2 separate regions of the Sus scrofa genome follow, and region 2 is linked to region 1. The links are chromatin contacts, called in public Hi-C maps. All regions are on one chromosome and are shown on one strand. Each heading gives the region's core, a stretch centred on a gene start, on an enhancer-like site or on the middle of the called end of the contact. The rest is flanking DNA. Distances are from core to core; before and after follow the strand shown. Region 1 has its middle 79 kb from the start of ADRB1. Region 2 has its middle 57 kb from the start of ADRB1.

Region 1 (6,521 bases), core at 1,343-3,842:
GATAAGTGGCTCATGATAAGAAAAAAAAATAATGATGCACCCAAGAAAACATTCAAAATTTGCCTGCCACACTCATACGCCAATCTATAAGAAAGTACTTTTTCCACATACCCTGATGCCTAGAAACTTAAGTTTTGAACCAGTTGACACTGACCTCTGTCCTTCAGTTCAGTGACAACTAAAGTGGGAATCAGACCCAAGAAAAGCCATTCCTCTAGTTGAATCATGACCTATGACTTGGTACAGATAGATGACCTGAATAATTAGGTTTCTCTCTTTCTGATCCCCCCTCCCCAAATTTGAACTAATAAATTAGGATGGAATCGTCCCTTAGTGATGGAAGCCATTGGTCACAGTGTAAAAGAGGCTGAGAAGATCATGATGGGTCAGGTACCATCCAGAGTTATGGGAGAAAAAAACAGGTAATCAGAGGAACCAATGGAGAGTAGACCTGATAAAGAAGACACCAGCTGGCCAATGAAATGTTGGAGCATGAGGTGAAGATTCATTAACTCATTAGATAAAAATACAAGAGACATGGCCTTGTATTTTTTTCACTCTAGGCTGCTTGGGGCAACATAGCTATGAACCATATGAACACCTTTCTTGTAGCCTAGCAGGAGTTTAGAGCTAAAAATCCACCAAACCCCACACATTTCCAGCGAGCAACCCCACTGTTGACATGCCTCACATGAATCTAGAGTCACCTCCTAGTTCCATTCTCTGTGCTCAGACAGCCCTGTTCTTGGATCTCCCTGAAACTGAACCATAGGAAGACTTATCTGAGCTCACTTGAGCAGGTCTCTGTTTTGTGCAATGAAGAATCAAACCAAAACACAGTCTTCTACCCCTTAGCTCAGGAAGAAGTCAGTAACTCATGAGTGTGGGATGATTCGAAGCAGTGCAAATTAACTAGTCAAAAGCCCCCTCCTTAGAATCTTGGGAACAGGTGATTTTACTGTGATTTTAGTTGCATCTTCTTGTGACACCAACTTCAGCCCTGATGCACGATTCTAATACAGCGCATCCCACCCATTCAGTCCTCTTGGGTTACTGCAAATCCAAAGCTATTTTGTGGTCTTTGATCTTCCTAGAATATGCATTAGAAAGATAAGGATTGTTCGTGGGTTGTATGCCACGTGTTCAAGGAGGGGGAAGATGAGTTGACACCAAAGACCTCCTGAGTGGGAAACGCCCAGTGACCACAGACAAGCAGTAGTCCCTGGGGGATGCAGGAGGCTGATGTCCCCTTTGGGTGCTAAGGCAGAGCGACCCCAGGTGCTGGGTGTCTGTTACTTTCACCCACGTTTCTCCTCTTCCCTTTCTTCTAGAAACAAAAATTGGGGGAAAGGAATTGCCTCCTTCCAGCTACATGACCTAATCACTTTCACCCCCCCATCCCTTCCCATCCATTTTATGTTATTATAGGGTAATTTAAATTTGGTTTCTGTCCCTTGCTACCAAAAGAGGCAGGAAGGTTCTCCGTGGTTCTGTCTTTGGCTTTACGAACCATGCACATGAGCAGCATATCGCAGAGGAAGCCCAGGAGCCCTGTAAGTGGAGGGGCCTATGGTGTTAATGGAGATGCATTTCCTTTTGGAAGGATTCTTCTCTAGATGCTTCTGCCCTAGGTGTGAGTGTGGGGCCCACGCAGGCTTTCTGGGGCCGTATTGATATAAGAGATTAGGTTGCCCTGGGATCTTCTACTTAAGAGCTATTTTGACTGAAAGAGCACACTGAAAAATAATAATAATTATAGCTCATTCCCGTCACTGAGTTAGGTCTTTTTACGAAGGTGACTTGCAAACAAGAATCTCCCCTTTGTGTGCAAATGGAAATGAGGTATGAGGAGCACACACTATGGGTCATGGCTTCTGGCATTTCCCTGTTCGATGTCTTTATTGCTCTCAGAAGGACAGAGTGCTTACATTTCTCTTTATTTATGTCACAATTCCCTTATCAGTGGTTTTCTTTCCAAAAAAAAAAAAAATAGTCACTTCGTTTTCCTTATCAATTTTGTATGTGTTTGTGTCTTTTCTAGGGCTGCTCCTGCAGCAGATGGAGGTTCCCAGGCTAGGGATCAAATCAGAGCGACAGCTGCCAGCCTGCACCACAGCCACAGCAACGCCAGATCCGAGCCACGGCTATGACCTACACCAGAGCTCACGACAATGCCCTATCTTTAACTCACTGAATGAGGCCAGGGATGGAACCTGCATCCTCATGGATACTAGTCGCGTTCATAACCTCCTGAGCCACAACGGGAACTCCTCCTTATCTGTTTTTAAAGAGACCAGTACATGTCGAAATCAGTTTGCCACCGGGCTGGTCATGAAGCTTCTCCTCTTGCTGGCCAGGCCCAACTCATGTTGGCTCCCAGGCATCTTTCTTTCTCTGACCACACTGGGCATTTCCACAGGGACAGTGTGTGAAGGGCTAGGCCCAAGGAAGCCACACAAACATCCTGACACATGTCTTGCAAAATCTCCCAGTGACCCCTAGGGAGTGAAAAGTCCAACCTTCCTTCCAGCTCGTGTGGACAGGGACAGTGACCTGCTGTGCCCTGGGCTGCCCCTCCCAAGATCGGTAAAGGTCCCCTGCTGGCAGAACAGCAGGAGCCGCCAGGGGAAGTGCTGGTCTAGCCTCCTGGGTCGCTCACAGCCTGGGTCCCTCGCCTGCTGCCGGAAGTCCAAGAGGAAGACTTTTCCAACTCTGGCCGCCAGGCCACGTGGTGCCTGCAAATTCATTCCAATGCTCCATGAAAGAACATAGAGCAGCCATTGTCATGTAAAATTAGCCTGGGCAAAGCCCCAGAGAACAAACCGTTGGATGCCATCCTGCTCTCCCGGCACAAGGGCATGTGACAGATAAAAATGGTTCCAACTCCTGTACTGGCCGTCAGCATTTTCCCCATTCTCACTCTCCATCTCCTACTCTTCCTCTCCCCCTGCCCTGGATTCACGGATCTCTCAATGTCCCCCCCAGAGGCTGCCCAGGAGAGGGAAGTCTCCTGGTGGCCATGGAGGGCATGGAGAAGCCAAGGAATGAATCCAGTGGCCTCATGTGTGCTAAGACTCCATTGAAACCACATCTATGCTCTGGGTGAGCAAACTAATCTGGCTTCCCTTCCAGGCTTGGCTCTGTCAAAGGTCCGCTTTGCCCAAGATCACCCTTCAGCCTGATAACACAGAATAAGGCCACTGTCTGGTTGTCCTCAAGGCCTTTCATTCAAAGCCAAGTCCGCTGACATTCTGTATCATACTTCCCCCAGGAAGGCTGCGGCTTCCTCTCCTTTCTGCGGCCTCTGCAAAACATGGGCTTCACTCTTAGAAAAGTAGTTCTGAACTTCAAGAGCCCCCTACAGCCAGGACCATTTTCTGTAGGCTTCTCATCCATTGCTTTTTATTTTTCAGGCTGGGCAGTCCAGATGGAGCAGGGCTGGAGGCCGTACTGTGCTCAGAGGATATCCTGGCAGTAAAAACACCCGAGCACTAAGTACAAAACTTCTCCCGCACGTGGGCCTCACCAGCCACAGCAAGGGTTCATTTGAACACTCATTTCTTGGCACCTCGGGATGAATTTTCCAGCACACAAGAGCGTGAGATGCTCCATCATCCTGATCATTTTTATGGCCAGTGGGGAGGTAGACGAGAATAAATAATTGGATTCACCCAACAGCTATGGAGCAAATGAAATGGTCAAGGGTTTGCTCATGATCAGGTTCTGGATCGAAGTGACTAGCACTTACATAGGCGAGATATTTGATCTCCCTTAAAAGAGGAAATGAGGGTGGAGCCTCCAACAACAGGTCTAAACAGTGAGTCTTTCACAGGCCTGAGGAAGCATTCAGGGCTTCCCATTGCCACCCGATGCTCAAGAGAGAGATCACCTAAGAATCTGACCTAGTTACAAACTAGGGGGCGATATCAGAAATAATTCAAAATATGCACATGATGAGGGGATTCCTGGGTGTTTTTTTCCTTGTCTCTATTTTCCTAACTTCCTACATACTATAATAAAAAATATGTTATTTTTTTTTAGTGTCTTAAAAGACATGCCCCTCCCCCCTTTTTTAGCATGTCTACCACCCAAACGCCCAGTTAAACTCTATCCTGGACTCCTTTCCTCTCTTCTCCTTCAACATCTCAGTCCACGCAGACTCTCTTCTAGCTCCGCCTTCTGGTCCTTGGTGCAGATGCTGGTGCCTTTTCCATCTGAGCATTTCCATCCTCCCCTCGACGGCATCCCTGCTGCTGCTGCTCTCACTCATCATCCAGTCCTTCCTCCAATGGCAGCCAGAGTGACTTTCTAAAATAGAAACCCTGTCATGTCACATTCCTGCTCAGCCTCTTCAATAGCTCTTCTCTTGCCTCCAGGAGACAACTGAAATTCCTTTCCATAACACACAGGGCTCTTCAGAACCAAACCTGCCAAGCGCGCCAACTTCATCTCTCTCTCCAACAGCTCTCCCCATGGCCACTGCTGTTTGCAGCCACCCCCCCACCCCACCCCCCGGTCATTCATTCCAGCCACAGGCCCTCTACTGCAGCCACCCCCTTTGCCTGAACTGCCCCCACCTCGCACCCACACAGCCTCCCAGCTTCCAAGAAGCCCAAGTATCTCAACTTCTCCACCCAAGGAAATGCTGCTGGCCAAGGACTTGGCCTTGACACTGACCCTGTCTACATCATGGCACCATTCCCACTGCTTTGGAGCTGTGCCCCTCAAACCCTCTCATTTGTCTCTCTCACTGGGCTCCAGGAAGGCAGAGACCTGGTTTGATTGATTTCTGGATCCTCAGCACCAGGCTTCTGCAGTACCCAGCTCAGGGGAGAAGTTCAGTAAATATTTGTTGATTTCAGAAAAGGATGAATAAATCAAGGAATTAAAACGTGGCTTTCTGCCATACCTGTCATATTATTTAGAACTGTATCATCGACTTCACCACAAGGACAAATAAAATAAAATTTTAAAAATTGGATCATTAATCCTCAAGAAAAGTCAGATCACATCACATGCCTACTGGTTCCCAGATTCTGGGCGTTTTCCCTCTCTCACTGCTCACCCTCCCAGGCCCCCTCTCACCTTCCAACATGTGTCTTTGTAAGAAAATACAAAGAGGAATTTTATATTTTGACTTTGAGTGTAGCTGTGCTCAGGACCTCAGTGGCAAACACTCATTGGTGTCAACACTGTACTACGGGAGGTTTAGGTTTTGAAAAGAGTCTTCTCCTTATTGACTATCCATTGCAAGTACAAAAGCCCCAACCCAACCTCCTTCTCTTTCAATTACAAATCATGAACTAGTTGACAGAGGGTAAGGTAAAACCTAAGCCAAACGGTAGAAGCCACTGCCCAATAAAGATTCACTAGAAATGAAGATAAAACAGCCCGAAATTATAACGTGAGTTGGGAGATAGAGTTTGCATACACATTGCCGAAGAGTCCAGAGTCTGGGTTTGTTTGCAGTGAACCTGGGGCAAGTCACCCAAACTTTGAGAACCCCTGCTTCTTTAGCATCAGATGAAGAGGGATCAGAGGAAGTGTCCTACAAGAATCTGTGTCATCGTTCCTGAAAACTAAGGCTGGCACAGTATAAAGGTCAGACCAGGCCATGGAGGGAGAAGACTGGGGTCAGTCCTGGCACTGCTGTATCCATCTGTATGTCTTTGAGTGCCCTTGGGAAGATTCCTTAAGCTCTTTGAGCTTCAGGTTCCCAATCTGAAAAATGAAACTTACAAGATGGAACTTCCAGAGCTGTTGGGAGGAAGCGAAAGGAACCTATGTGTAGGTAAGGGTAGCTCTGATTATGATTGGGTTTGAGACTACAGGGCATAGTAACTAGGGATGCAGACCCACCCAGTTCAAATCTCAGTTCTTCTGGGTCACCTTGGGCCCTTGGGAAAGCTTCTTATTTTCTCTCAGACGGTTTCTTCCTGTGACAAATGGAGATAACAGGTGTATGCAGCTTGAAGTGTTTTTGTGAGGATTTAAGAAATTAATATAAATAACTAAATGTGGAGTTCCCATCATGGCGCAGAGGAAACAATTTCACTAGGAACCATGAGGTTGCGGGTTCGATCCCTGGCCTCATTCAGAGGGTTGGGGATCTGGTGTTGCTGTGAGCTGTGGTATAGGTCATAGATGTGGCCCAGATCTGGCATTGCTGTGGCTGTGGTGTGGCCAGGAGCTGTAGCTCCAATTAGACCCCTAGCCTGGGAACCTACATCTGCCGCAAGCGCAACCCTAAAAAGACAAGGGAAAAAAAATCAAAAATCAAAAACAAATAAATAAGTAAATGTAAGGGGAAGCACTTGGGACCTGGCAGACAACACCTTCGCCCATCTTATTCACCAAGGCGCTCCTGCCCCCGCCCCCACTCCCTCCAACCACCACCCCCATGTCCACCCCTGGGGTCAGAACTGTCCTTCCTTCCCACTCTTCCAGGGAGAAGAGGGGAGAGGAAAGCAAGATCACTGTTGACAGGGGAAGGTGACCTTGCAGGCATGGAGAAAGCTGGC
Region 2 (6,506 bases), core at 2,191-4,690, 140 kb after region 1:
AGATTTGCCTAATAAATGTCACTAAGAGATGATTCCCATGAACTGGAAACAGTAAATTAAATGGATGGAATGGACTCTTTTAGCAAAAGGAACTGAAAAGGTGTTTTGGTTTCCTCCTTCCGTAACACATATGAAATAACCCCATCTCACGTTACTTCTGCAGCTCAGAGACTCGAAAACCACTAGGAAGCGCAGGAGGGCTTGTGAGTTAATTATAACACCCTTCGGTGGGTTGGCTCGTGGTTTTCCTCTTACAATGAAATGCGAAGAGTGGGGGAGGTGAGCTCTGCCGGGTGTTGCTGCTAATGTTTTTAACCAAGGATCTGAAGCTGTTTGATATTTTTGGCTTCATCAGCCCCCTTTCCAGTCCCGTTTTGGAAGTAAAGCAGAATTAAAGTCCAAAGGAGTTTCAGAACTACAAAATGGTCTGTTGGCCCAAAGTAAAAAGTTCCATTCCTGAGGTCCCTCTTCCCATGTTTTCAAGGTTGCTCTTTTCATGTAGCAAGTGGCCTGCCTGATGCTCTTTTGTTCCTTCCTCTTTAGGATTGCAGGCTGGTTTCTGCCTCAGTTTCGAATCTGTTTCATGGCTCTGGACTTCTCATTTCTCCTTGGCACTCCTCCTGTACCACGAGACTCCACACTCAGGACTGGGCATCAGAAAGAAATCAAAGCGTCCTCCCTTTGCTCTTGGATACCTGGGCAGAGTGTGGCTATAGTTCCCTTTGTGCCCACACCGTGTCATGCGACAGAGAAGGAGTTCCCACAGCGGAGATCAGAGCTTGGGTTTTATGCTCCTCATTCAGCTTTGAAGCTTCAAAATTTGAGAGCAGGAGATCAAGAGTGCATGATAGTGTTGTTTTCCCCTCTGTGGAACTGGGGGACTCTTGCTGGAGTTCCCGTCGTGGCTCAGTGGTTAACGAATCCCGCTAGGAACCATGAGGTTGCAGGTTCGATCCCTGGCCTCACTCAGTGGGCTAAGGATCCGGCGTTGCCTTGAGTTGTGGTGTAGGTTGCAGATGCGGCTCGGATCCCGCGTTGCTGTGGCTCTGGCGTAGGCTGACAGCTACAGCTCTGATTCAACCCCTAGCCTGGGAGCCTACCTATGCCCCAGGAGCAGCCCTAGAAAAGGCAAAAAGACAAAATAAAATAAAATAAAATAAAACAAAACAAATAAAATAAAAATACCAATGCTGCTCACTTTACTCAAGGACAGGTGCAAATTTTTCTGGCCTCTGTACACTCGTGTGTGTGTGTGTGTAACTTATTTTTCATAGAACCCAGGTTTACCTCACTGCATCAGATATTCAGCCTCTAAGAGTGACAGAATCTGAATTTCTTCATCCTGGGTCTAACCTATGTGGTTCCAGTTCTAAACCCAGGGTCACCTCCAAGTTCTTCTGAACCTTCAGATCCTGAGCAGCCTCCTGTGACTGAGGAGGGAAGAGTCAGGGGAAGGTGTTGAAGGCAAGAGAGATTTTCGGTGAAGCTCCCCATATAAGCTGTACAGGAAGACACATGAGGAGTCTTCTCTTGCTTAAGAAAACCTCCTACAGAATCCATCCCGCCAACTCGACATTTTGTGTCACCGGTAGATAATGGATCACATTGACCCAGCGCCCAGGAGAGTAGGTGTGCAATCGATGGTGAGGAATAAATAAATGAAAAAGTGATTTGCATGTAAGTTCAAATATATGAGAGAGCATGACATTAGCGGCACCTTTGCAAATTCATCTCTTCATGGCAAACGTGGCTTCCAAAGCTTGGGTGTGTACAGAGGATGTACCTTTCACATTGGCTCATAAGACACATTGTCCTGAGCTGCCTGTCCTACCCTCATAATAACTTGCTTTTTTTTTGGTAGCCTCTGACATGCGAAGTCTAAATGAAAGGAAGGAGGGGAAGTTTTCGTCCATTTTTCCCAGTGAGGAAAAGGAGACTCTGCTCTGGGCTGGAACTTTGTCCCCCTAAGTTCACATGTGGGAACCCTAACCCTTGGGACCTCGGGATGGGACTGTATCGGAGATGGGGTCATTAGAGATGTAATTAAGCTAAAATGAGGTCATGAGGCTGGCCCTACTCCAATGAGATTCACGTCCTTATAAGAAAAGGATATTAGGACACAGAAAGAGAACGCGTATGAGGACGCCCTGTGTGCCTGCTCAGAAAGATGACCGTGTAAAGACATAAGACATAAGAAGGTGACCTGATGAGCAAGCCAGGGAGAGAGACCTCAGGGGAAAAACAAACAAACAAACAAACAAACAAACAAAAAAAACCCTACCAACACCTTGATTTTGGCATCTAGCCTCTGAGGCTGGGAGGGAAAAAAAAAAAAAAAATCTGTTAAGCCACCCTGTCCGTGGTGTTTTGTCACAGCCGCCCTAACTGACTAGCAAAGGCTCAAAGCCATTAAGGGAGAGAATGAACTTCAGTCCACATGCCTCATTTGAAAATTCTTTATCAAATAAAACAATTTACTTAGGGGGGAAAAAAAAAAAAACCCTGCTTCCTGGCTGTTAGTGTGTAATGGGTCTCTGATTTACTTACTGTTTTCTGCGCTGTTTAATTGCCCGAGGGGTTATACACACACAGACACAAATTCCAGTGTTTCTTGCATTTCAGGTGACTTGGAGTTCAATTCGTATTTAGAGCAAAATGTTCGTTTGATCCTAGGCAGCACTGGAAAAGAAGTCAGGGTCCCCACCCTCTATGCCCCCCACAGGAAAGCTAAAACACCCCTCTTTATCTGCCCTGATTTCTCCACTATTCCTATTTAAGCAACACACAGAGAAAGATTCTGAGAAAAATTCAACATCTGCAGGTAGATCTCATTCCAGTTAAAACAGCCCTTGGATCCTGTCTCCTCTGGAGAAAACCCAAGAGCACTGATTGCTCCCTTACTCACACCAAAAGTGACTGGTCACTTGAGGGGACCAACGTTTTAGTTTTTTGCTGTTTTTTCTTTTCTTTTCTTTTTTTTGGCTGCCCTGCCTATGGAGCTCCCGGGCCAGGGATCTGATCCCAGTCACAGTCACAACCTAAACTGCAGCTCCAGCAATGCCAGATCCTTAACCCACCATGCCAGGCCAGGGATTGAACCTGTATCCCAACACTTCCAAGATTCCGCCAATCCCATGCGCCACAGAGGGAGCTCCCAAGGTTTTATTTCTGTCTTAAGGTTTTCTCTGCCTCCAGTTTACTCCTTGGGAGGTTAGAGTAGGGCTTATTTACGTTCGGAAACAAAACCAAAGCTTAGGCGTAAGCAATATTTTGCATTTTACCCCTTTGCTCCCTGCCCCCCAAAGGACGCTCACCAAGTCCCAAGTGGGCCTGAGTTCTCAGGTCTGCCTTCTTGGAGCTGAGAGAAGACGGCCCCTCAGTCCTGAGGACAGCTTTGGAACAGGTGGCCCAGGAGCCAAGCTCTATCCTGGGCAGAGCATGCCCCCTGCTGAAAGGGCGAGAAACACCCTTGTTACCACTGGGAAGTCAGAGGGTTGGGAGGAAGGACCAGCTGCCTTCCCAGCTGGCAGAGATCAGGCATGACCTGGTTAAAAGAGTGACTGCTCCAAGTGACAGCGACATAATCCATGCATGGAGCCACTGCCAGGACGGTCACAATCTGGGTCCTCCGGCCATGCTCAGGCTGAGGACCACCCTGGCTGATTGAGTGCCCTGCCCAAACCTAAATGTTTTGAGAATTTGCATCCCTGCTCGCTAATGTAAGAACTCTCCATTAGAACAGACTTGTGGTTGCCAAGGGGGAGAGGGAAGGCGTGGGAGGGACTGGGAATTTGAGGTTAATAGATGCAAACTATTGTGTCTGGAATGGATAAGCAATGAGATCCTGCTGTATAGCGCTGGGACCTATATCTAGTCATTTATGATGGAGCAGGATAATGTGAGAAAATAATGCATGCATGTATGTGTGACTGGGTCATCTTGCTGTGCAGCAGAAAAATGGACAGAACACTGTAAATCAGCTGTAATGGAAAAAATAAAAATCATTATAAGACAAACAAATGTTTTTAATTTAAAAAATTAAAATTAAAAAATCTCTCCATTAACTAGATTCCTCAACCATATGCCACTGCATTTTCATTATCATCAGCTTTTATGCTTTTTAGGAAGATTATTAGAGTTTTATCAATTTATGCACAACTGGCAAAGACACTAATCATCCCAATAAAGGCCAATCTCGGAGTTCCCGTCGTGGCGCAGTGGTTAACGAATCTGACTAGGAACCATGAGGTTGCAGGTTCGATCCCTGGCCTCGCTCAGTGGGCTAAGCATCCGGCGTTGCTGTGAGCTGTGGTGTAGGTTGCAGATGCCACTTGGATCCTGCGTTGCTGTGACTCTGGCATAGGCCGGCAGCTGAAGCTCCGATTAGACCCATGGCCTGGGAACCTCCATATGCTGCAGAAGTGGCCTTAGAAAAGGCAAAAGATAAAATAAAATAAATAAAATTAAAATTAAAAAATTTTTTAAAAATTTAAAAGGCCAATCTCAATGTCTGTGATCTTCTCACCAAGTGGAAAAGTTGGCATCCCATCCAGACTGTGACATGGGAGTGACATGGGGGCCTGGGAGATGTGACTCTCAGACACATTAGGCTGGAAGTAAGGCAGCTCTTCCCTCTCTCTAGTGGCTTTTGAAATAAAGGCAAATTTAAGCCTGCTGATCCCCAGGCTTCATAAAAGGACGTGCAGGGACCCCGGGACTGTGTGCGATTGTCCCTCTAAATAGCCACCATGAACTAGCAGGATGCACTACTAGTTCCCAAAGCAGCACAACAGGGCCCTTTATTACAGACCTTGTGAAGGAAAACCATATTTTCCCACTCCCCATTCCAGCGAATCTGTAAACTTCTAAATACATCTCAGTATTATCATTACCAGACCTCCAGAAATGTACCCAGCTACTAAAGCAAATATTATCCTACACAAATGGAAATGCCTCCCTGAGAAAAATTCCCTGCATGTCTAGCCTGAAACAATCTAGAACGGGAGGCAGAAATGAAGGCAGTTTTGCCTTCTAGAGAGAAAACCCTTCAAAATGTTCCCAGCGGCAGGGAAGCCTGATCAGCCTCCTCGGGGGCCGCGAGGGACATCAAAGGATGAAAGGGGGCTCTGCACACAGGGACGTGGGGCGATGGCAGGGGCGCTGATGGGGGAGAGGCTGGGGTGCAAGCCGTGGGAAATCCTCAAGCGATGATCTGGGAAGTGAGAGGGGACTGACAGCTGCGGGCAAAGCAAAGTGGCTGGAAGCTCCTAGTGGGAGTGGTTCCCCAGCTCGACCTTCATTCCCAGGGCACATTTCAAAGCCCAGCCTAGACCCCTGGACAAAGAGATGAGATGAGACGGCTCAGAGATGTGGCTCCTCCCCTGTCTTAGGTCTCCAAAGCTTTCCTCTCCACCTCTGTGCTGCCCCTGACTCTGGGCAGGCAGGCTCTGCTCACTGGCCTTCCTTTGGTTCATGGAGGGCTATGATTCCAAGAACCCTTTATAGGAAGCAAGAGGAGCTGAACCTCCTCCTCCCAGCTCGTGTGGGCCTTTAAAGGGGTTCTTTAAAGAAGGAACTGATTGTGTTAACTTAATTTGGAAGCACACCAAATGTCATGTGCCCTTAATTTGAAAGCTGGATTTTCTCTCCCACTTTCTTCCCAAAGCCAAGAGGCAGATCCTTTGCTGGGAAGCTCCACCCCCAGAGGGAGCATATGGCCACTATGGCAATCGCTTGCACAAGTGAGGGCTGGGTGGGTGGGAAATGGGTGGAAAATGCTCTGGCAGCATCTCTGCTCACACCAAAGGCTAGCAGCTCCTCAGCAAGAGAGTACTGCCTATGTCAGAGATGGAGGCTCTGAAGGGATCCCGGACACACAGAGGGCTTTGACTGAGGGTGGCTTAGGGCTCGGTAGGAGGAACTGTACCAGAGGACACACTTTCAGTTGCCACCTCTGAATCCGCCTCCCTGTCACCTTTTCAGACTGTAGAGTCCTTATCCTGTCTCTTAATATGAATCGCACGCCCTGCTATCTTTTCAGCTGTCTGTGTTCTAATCTTCAATCAGCATCCATCGCGTAGAAATCGAGGAGAAATTGATTCTTAAACCACAGACCTTAATTAGCTACCTTTGGTTTTTCCCCAGAAAATGGAGCAATTAATTGGATGGTTTTATATGACAGAGCAAAAGTTTTGTTATTTTTAGAATCTACATTGAATGTAATACAATTTGAAGTCATAAAGCAGAACCTGCTTTATGACTGAAGAACCTGCTTTATGAACCTGAAGATTCCTTCTTCACGCGGCAGTGACATGATATTAAAGCAGCTCTTTTTGCAGGAGGGCATTTCTTTTCTGCTTACAATGCTGCTTGATCAATCCCATCCTGAACCCTCTCCAGATAGGATATAGCTGAGCCAGAGCTCAGAAATAAAAAGAGTGATTTCCAGATCAGACTCCAAACCTCATCTGAGAGAGAGAGAAGAAAGAAAGAAAGAAGAACCGCTG

The links. A called contact is a pair of places that touch in the nucleus more often than the background predicts.
Region 2: a contact with region 1 is called in a Hi-C map of heart right ventricle, with 4 times the contacts expected there. The contact joins two enhancer-like sites. A contact is called at or near these places in 4 of 47 Hi-C or Micro-C datasets (alveolar macrophages, embryonic fibroblasts, fetal heart ventricle and 1 more).

What each region holds. Positions count from the first base shown.
Region 1 is chr14:124,318,034-124,324,554 of Sscrofa11.1, forward strand. No RefSeq gene overlaps it. Among named protein-coding and RNA genes, the nearest start is that of ADRB1, 79 kb to the right of the region's middle. Within about 2 kb of position 2,593, at least 8 of the 83 cell types and tissues checked have an H3K27ac peak or open chromatin away from gene starts, as enhancers often do.
Region 2 is chr14:124,454,176-124,460,681 of Sscrofa11.1, forward strand. No RefSeq gene overlaps it. Among named protein-coding and RNA genes, the nearest start is that of ADRB1, 57 kb to the left of the region's middle. Within about 2 kb of position 3,441, at least 3 of the 83 cell types and tissues checked have an H3K27ac peak or open chromatin away from gene starts, as enhancers often do.